Regions from separate parts of the Mus musculus genome. Here region 2 is linked to region 1. The links are chromatin contacts, called in public promoter capture Hi-C maps. All regions are on one chromosome and are shown on one strand. The core of a region is the stretch at or near the end of the contact, and the rest is flanking DNA. Distances in the headings are between cores, read along the strand shown.

Region 1 (3,775 bases), core at 400-2,899:
GCCGGCTAAAGTGAAAGTGGAGGCGTAGACAGAGAGACACACTATGCATGTGTTGTTTTGTTTTTCGAGTTTCTGGTCCTAGTTCGAACCTTCTTAGATTCTGAAGCATGTGCTATGACTAGGGGATCCTATTCCCCCAACTTTGCCACCCACACGCTCAATTGTTGGGGCAGATCAAAAGAAAATGCCACTTGAGATTCTAGCAGACCACTGGAGACCGCGTCTGTCTGTGTTGTTTCATTCTAACGTCTTCGTAAAAAAAAATTTTTTTTTCTGAAAGAGGTTACTTTCAGTTAGCAGCAACCTTTGGAACTAAGAGTTCTTAACTCAAACATGTTTTGTTTTGTTTTGTTTTGTTTTTGTTATTTGTTTTGTTTTGTTCTCAGCAAGAAAGTGACACCCTAAATTTTTTTCCAGGAAAAAATCGCTGTCCCTTATACAGTCGCCCAGACTTTCTACATACTTGGAAGACAAATGTACCTCCCCCCCCCCGCCCCCCGCCCCAGGAGACCATAGTTAAGATCCCCTAGAGACAACCTAATGAATCCTGTTGACTGATTTTGAATATTTCATTTGAGAGGTGGAAGGGGAGGCATCTACAACCCTCAAATGCGAGTTGAGTTCCATGTCTGACCCGGTGCTGGGGAGTAGAGGAACAGTCAGACTCACTCAGCTGTTCAACACGTGTGGTGTGTTTGTTTTATATATAGTTTCTCGTGCAGCGCGCGCGTGGCTGGATGTGCACTTCTTTGGATTATAAAGCGTCCAGTCAAGAACCTCACACCATAAGTAAAAAGAAATAAAATCTTGTCCCTGGAACTGTCTGCATCCTAGGGTGAAACACTAACAGCATGACAGGAGGAAGAGGCAAATTAGCCTAGGCGCAGAGGGCCAGAGGGACGTAAACAGCCTTAGAACCATTGCATGAGGGAAGCACAGCTGCACCTCTGGGAGTCTTCGGCCTGGTGCCAGACTCCTTCAGCTGCGACTGCCAGGTCACTCGGAGAAGCTGGCTGGCGTAGCCTTCCCTTTCGGAAGAGCTGTCCTCTCTCTTACCCCCTGGACCTGGCTAGATGCCTCGGGGCAGCCTCGGAGGCGAGCCAGCAGCACTCCTCCAACTCTGCTCCACCCGGAGCCTGACAGCTGGGCGGTCCCGCCTGACCCGCGGGCGGGCTGCGGCACCCTCTGGTAGACCGGCGCCCTGGCAAGCGGCTCCCGTGCAGAGGGGTTGGCCGCGCGAATCTGAGAAGCCTCAGGGCTGGGGTCCGCAGCTCCCCGTGGTTTCCATTGTGCGGCCGTGAGAATGGCCGGAGGACGCGCGCACGCGCGCGCGCACACACACACACACACACACACACACACACACACACACCCTCGCACACGCGGAACCGGCTGGGCCAGGGGAGGGAGGAGGAGGGTGACGTAGCGTCCCATGTCGTCACATTGACGTCTCGCATTCCAGGCACTCTATGGAGAGGCTGCTAGGGCTCCTGTGGCATAAATGACGTGCCGAGAGAGCGAGCGAACGCGCAGCCGGGAGAGCCGAGTCTCCTGCCTCCCGCCCCCCACCCCTCCAGCGCCTGCTCCTCCTCCGCTCCCCATACACAGACACGCTCACACCCGCTCCTTCACTTGCACACACAGACAGACACACGCGCGCTCACACGCTCCGCACACACACTCCACTCTCTCCCGCGCGCTCACACCCCTCTCACCCGGCTCCCTCGCCAGTGTCGCGCCGCGCCGCGCCGCAGCCGGACGCCCCTCCAGGGCTCACTTTGCAACGCTGACAGAGCCCGCAGTGTCCGTGGAGGTGGGAAACGTGGCGACATCCTACCCCCTGGTCGCAGCCGGAGACTGGATGCCTGCGGAACCTCTCGGCGGCGCTCTCCCATGAGTTGGGATCGCAGCATCCCCCGCCAGCCGCTCACCGCCTCTGGGAGCCGCTGGGTTTGTGCACCGCAGCCCTTCCGGGACAGCAGCTGTGACTCTCCCCCAATCCAGATTTCGGGGTCGCTCTCTAGAAACTCGCTCTAAAGACGGAACCGCCACAGCACCCAAGTACGTACGATATGCCCAGTTAATGTGGGGACTTGCTTAAAAGTTGGCGCGCTGGGAAGTGTCGCTCCTGAAATTGACAACTTTTAATATGGGGTGGCCCCCTCCCGCCGCCTCCCCTTTCAGGTTTTCTCGCCCAGCTACCGGTGGGTTCCAAGCTGAAACTTTTCCCTTGTAGCTGGCCCTCAGGGACTCTGAAGCTTGTGAGATTCCTCTCCCCACCCAAAGAGGCTAAAAGCCTCTAACAAAGAGGAGGACCTGGATTTGTGCTGTAGCTGCTCCAGCGTCGTAATTCAGGGTATTTCGGCTCTAGTTGTCATGGTAATGATGCTCTCGGCGGCGGCGGCGGCGGCGGCAGCGGCTGCCGCTGAGGCAGAGTTGGAGCCCCGGTGATGAACGGCAGTAATTTTCCTGCCTTTTAAGTGGAATTGGAAATAGGGACTCTGGTGGGTCCGAGTTAATGTGTCTAATGGTGAAACGGAGCTGGTTGTCTGGGAGAAAGCTTAGGAGGGCCAGTGCCTGGGCAGCAGCGGCCGGAGTTTGCAGAGGCTCTGGAGGAGCTCAGCAAAGAGGGTGTAATTGTAGGAATGCGGCTTATTGTATTGAAATGAGCCCCGGGCTCCACTAGGCACGTCTGCCTGGCGTCGCCGACTTGCTGGTTTACACTTTTCCCCATGGAGGTAATCGGGTGTAATTGCCGACTCTCGCGCCCCGACACGCGTGGGGACCAGGTCCCTCTTCTCCAGGCCTTGGCTGGTGTGGGAAAGGCTTGTGTTACTTTTCAATGAGCTTTCGGAGAAGTTGCTCCGAGTGTTTTCTTCTTAGTAGAAAGGAAAGTTCTCGATGGTGAAAAGGGGAGCCGAGCAGCGGAGCGCAGCCGGCGGAGACTGGCTTTCAAAGGCACCTCTCGAACCTGTTGGAGGCTTCCGGCAGTCATGCGGGAGCTCATGAGCATTGGTCCCTTGATTTCCAAGAACGTTCTTGGAGCTGGCCTTTTGTTTATGTGCCCGGCTTCTCCCGAGGGAAGAGCCGCGGGGACTGTGGTCAATAGTGCTCTGGAGCTGCTTATCCTAGGGCCTGGGAGGGCTGGGAGAGAGGTTACAGGGTTCGGTTCGGCCATTCCTCCGCTGTTCCAATTCTGGAGCTCCTTTGCCAACAATCGGGAAATGTTTCTTATAGAACCAAGTTGGAGAAAGAAAAGCTGCCCAACGCGCATACTGAACACAATGAATGAAATTACTTTATTGGAGTTGTTTTAACCCAGCAAGATACACATAACGCCAAAGACTGCCGGGGGTGGGGGTGGCACCACTCCCTCCCTCCACAGGCACCCCCCACCCACCCCCAAATCCCGGACCCAGCACTCGCTCACAGAAATTCTCTCCCCCCCCCCGGGGTTTGCCTAAGCTCCCTCGGTCTTTCTGAGAATCTCTGTCTTTCCCTTTCTGCCGGTCTCTCCTCCACCTCTCTTGCCCCCGCCCAACCTCCGCCCCCGCTCCCCGATTGGAAACTCCGCGGAGGAGCCCAGGTCACAATGGTGTGTTTCACGGTTTCCTCCACACACTTCACCACGGGGAGAGGAACACGGGGGTGTTCCCTTCGTCTGCCCCGGAGAAAGAAAGGGGCTTTGACAGAGGTAGTTATTTCTTCCTAATTTACAACCCCGAGGCTCTGTGCTCCGGGCCCCAGCGGCCACGAGCCGGAGCGACAGAACGTG
Region 2 (3,775 bases), core at 404-2,903, 180 kb after region 1:
CTGTAGCCACTGGAGGTCAGTAGAGAACCTGGTCCCACCAGGGGCAGACGGACAGGACCTTCCATAGGGAAAGGCAGCACTAACATCAGAATGGTGAATTCTATTCCCACACTCTCAAATGAGGAGACTGCAGATGGCATGGATTCATGTTCTGCAGTACAGGCAAAAGTATGTTTGAAGCATGTGCATACACACATATACGTGGAGATACAAAATATGCATATTTGACAAATGCTTTTAGAAAAAAACTATAAAGAAAACTAATCACTTGTAATCCAGCCACCATTATTAACTATTCCTAGTCTCTACAGAAAAACCACTATTAATATTTTAGTTTTTATCTTGCTGACCTTGAATAAAACCTACTTAACTAGCAATGACGTTTTAATTGAGAATAAAGCAAATTCTCCAGCCAGTCAAACAGGCAAGTGTGCAGTCAATCACTGCATGGAGACATGTAAACGCTGACTCAGCTGGCATGAGTCACACGAGATCCTGAGTGCATTTCCCTTCCTTGTAAGACACACAATACTTTCTGCATGTGGAGATAAAATAGTTCCTTATAATCAATGAAGTTAGATGTGGAAAAGTACAGAAGAAACTCCTCACATGTACTGTTAGAGACCTGAGATAACCAATTTAAAGTACCAGTGTACCTGTCATGCTCCAGTTATTGGTGGGCATTCAATAATCCATTCATCTATTCAATTACCACAAGTGAACAAGTCTACCTGCTAGATACCAAAGTTGGTAAAGATCACTACAGAGGTGAGGCCCATAGTCTTACAAGGCTCACATTTTACTGATTTATTTATCGAGACAGTATTTTACTATGTATCCTAGCCTGGATGCATAGCCTGGACTCCCCAGTGTAGGCTAATAAACTATATGGCTGGCCTTGAACCCAGAGATTCATCTGCTTTTGCCTCCGAAATGCTGAGGCTGAGCATAAGTGCCACCACACCTGGCCTTCTATTTTATTGCTACCACTGTAACTAATGTAACTACTTCCAATATTACCCCTGTCTACACAGGACAAACTCTTAGAAAAGCCTTAAAACCCCCAACAAATAGCATATACACCAAAACCATGTTTCAGTGTGGAGTTCCTTGGTATAGTATAAGAAGCTGTGATTCTTGCCACCCCATCTAAGGAATACACAACAGCATATATCCTGATTAGAGATGTAGTTTCCCAAGTCCTTTAGACAGAGAAGAGGAGGAAAACTGTCAGAATAATGGCAAAAACAAGACCTGACATCCTGCTCTTCCGTAGGACCAGTAAGACTACCTGTTCCTGTCGGCTCGGGGACAGAGACAGTTGGGACTGAGTTCAATTTCTGTTTCTTTTCTAGTAGTCATGCCTTCATTTTCCTTTTTCTCTCCCTATTTTCCTTATAGTTCATTCATTTCCTACAATGAGTATAGCAAATGAAAAATTTTAGGAGCTTAAAAGTGAAATATAAGTTCTACATTGGGGTTGCAATAAAATGAAACAGTAGGTGGGCTTCCTGATGGAAGTCCAGCTCATGTGCTAATAACCCTTTCAGCTGCACAGAGGAGAGCAGACAGAGATAAACAAGGGTGTGTGCAGGTCATTCCTGAAACACAAGTGCCGACTGGGTGGAACTACTCCACCTCCCAAGTCCTCAGCACGGAACTGAACCTTTCACACAATGTCCTTACTAAGAAGGGTACATAAGGAAGTGAGGTTAAAGGCAGAACAGAAGGCTGCCTGAGTTGCCAGTGGGTAGGAGAGGAGCTCCACGGAAAAGCAAGCAGCAAACCAAGTGAGTGGCTCCTGGAATATGCACTGAAATGAATTTTCAAGATAAACCAACAAACAGTCTTCTAGAGAAGACTTCCCCACCTGTTTTTAGAGATGAGTAGGTGCACTGCCTTCCCAAGAACGTCTTTAAAATACCCGTGTGATGCTTCATTTTTTTTAAATGGCATTTTATTTCTATACTGGCTTGGCTTGTAATTCTGTTGTTTCTCAACTTTATAATCTCACCTCATCATCAATCTTAAAGTGGGCTGATTAGAAAAGTGAAGATAGCATTTACAAATATTTCCCCAAATGGACTGTGCAAGATTCAGCTCAGAGAGATGTCACCTTTACGCATACCTGCCACACCATAGTGAGATCTTCCTCACACGCTTACCTGTCACCACACAGCTTGAGCTTACAGCGGAAGTACTACTTTTCCTTCAAGTTTATATCATATCCTGAGAGGCTTCCTTCCCTACCCCATCAGAGTAAGCTATGCTTATCAATATAATGCATCACATAATTAACACTGCCCCTTCAGAGAAGTTAAAACAGCATACAAGTGTATTTTGCTATATCTCTAGGACCAGTCACATGTCATTACAGAGAATTGGCACTTATGCTCTGGTTGAGTAAATACCACTAGCTAATTCAAAAGACTGTGGTGACCATAGCTGAGGCAATGTATGTAAGAACAAGCTGAACTCCACATGAGCACTCAATGAGCAGGCTCACCAGTTCATTTAGCTAGAAACTTTTCACAGGAGCCTCTCCAATACACACCACTATGACTCTGGATGAGACGTCTGAGTGAAGCAGTTGAGTCAGAACAAGACAGACAGCGTGAAGCACAGTGACAGGCCAGAGCAGACTCCCAGAATACCTAACAGGAGACTAATAGAGTGAGTCGTGCAGAGTCAGGATGACATCTTGATTCTGCAAACACCTTGCTAGGAAACGGGTCCTCTGACTCCACAGAGTTAATCCCAAAGCACGAGCACATGAACTTGTCTGTGCAGGATATGGTAAGGAGACACTGACCACAGGAAGGAAAACTGACTTTATTTGTATAGAGCACAATTATTTTCACTAGAAAGCTATGCAAATTCTAAATAAAAACTGCTGGAATTAAATTTCAACACAAAGCAATACAAAAGTGTTAATTTTAATCCCTACATATTAACAAAAAATGCAAAATTTTAAAATTTAAAAGCCAAAGCCATTTATAAGAGTATCAAAAACTGAGACATAGTTAAAAATAAATCTTACATCAGGCAGTGGTGGCGCATGCCTTTAATCTCAGTACTCAGAAGGCAGAAGCATGCAGATCTCTGTGAGTTTGAGGCTAGCCTAGTCTACAGAGCAAGTTCCAGGACAACCAGGGCTATACAGAGAAACCCTGTCTTGAAAAATAAAAACAAGTCTCAAAAAAGATGTGCAAAGCCTCGGTGTGGGAGGAACCTAGACAAACCCAAACTGAAAAATATTCTACAAATTATATAACCAATACTTCTTGGAATTGTCTAGGTTCTGAAAAATAAAGATTTTTTTAAATGGCCATAAAGAGCCAAGATCTGACAAGTCACTACCGTAGCCTGGACTCAGTGGAGAGCTGGCCACATCTGTCAGAGCATACTGAGGGCACTGGCCACATCTGTCAGAGCATACTGAGGGCACTGGCCACATCTGTCAGAGCATACTGAGGGCACTGACAGAGTCCTCACATAAGATGGCAGCGGTAGAGCCAAGTAAGTAAGAAAACATACACATATGTGCGCACATGCAATCAATCTAAAAGTAAAATAGTCTAATGTAGGTTGTATGAGTATCAAAGTACTATATGTAGACTGGAAAATGAGAAAAAAATTGCTGAAGCTGAAAATATTTAAATACATTGAAAGATTAAGAATGTTTGTGGATCAAAAGACTTAAGATTACTACAATAGTAACTTTCCAAACTGCTCTCAATGCAGTTAACTCTAATTAGAAACCCAGGATCCCCCT

What was found. Promoter capture Hi-C pulls out the DNA fragments that hold promoters and counts their contacts.
Region 2: a promoter capture Hi-C map of embryonic stem cells shows a contact between it and region 1, with 3 times the contacts expected there. The contact joins the enhancer-like site here to the promoter of Nr4a3 in region 1. A contact is called at or near these places in 4 of 39 promoter capture datasets (embryonic stem cells, macrophages, pre-B cells and 1 more), 1 of 15 datasets of contacts at CTCF or cohesin (large pre-B cells), 1 of 484 Hi-C or Micro-C datasets (CD4 T cells), 4 of 115 datasets of contacts at active chromatin or transcription factors (the 230-238 cell line, embryonic forebrain, extraembryonic endoderm stem cells and 1 more) and 3 of 9 other capture datasets (adipose tissue, liver and macrophages).

What each region holds. Positions count from the first base shown.
Region 1 is chr4:48,043,656-48,047,430 of GRCm38.p6, forward strand. It overlaps Nr4a3 (nuclear receptor subfamily 4, group A, member 3), which reads left to right and starts at 1,650. Exons shown (of 8, transcript NM_015743.3): 1 at 1,650-2,061.
Region 2 is chr4:48,225,333-48,229,107 of GRCm38.p6, forward strand. The region is part of intron 4 of Erp44 (endoplasmic reticulum protein 44); the gene reads right to left. Among named protein-coding and RNA genes, the nearest start is that of Mir1958, 14 kb to the left of the region's middle. Within about 2 kb of position 1,654, at least 33 of the 459 cell types and tissues checked have an H3K27ac peak or open chromatin away from gene starts, as enhancers often do. A contact at or near this core is called in embryonic stem cells, where this site is marked.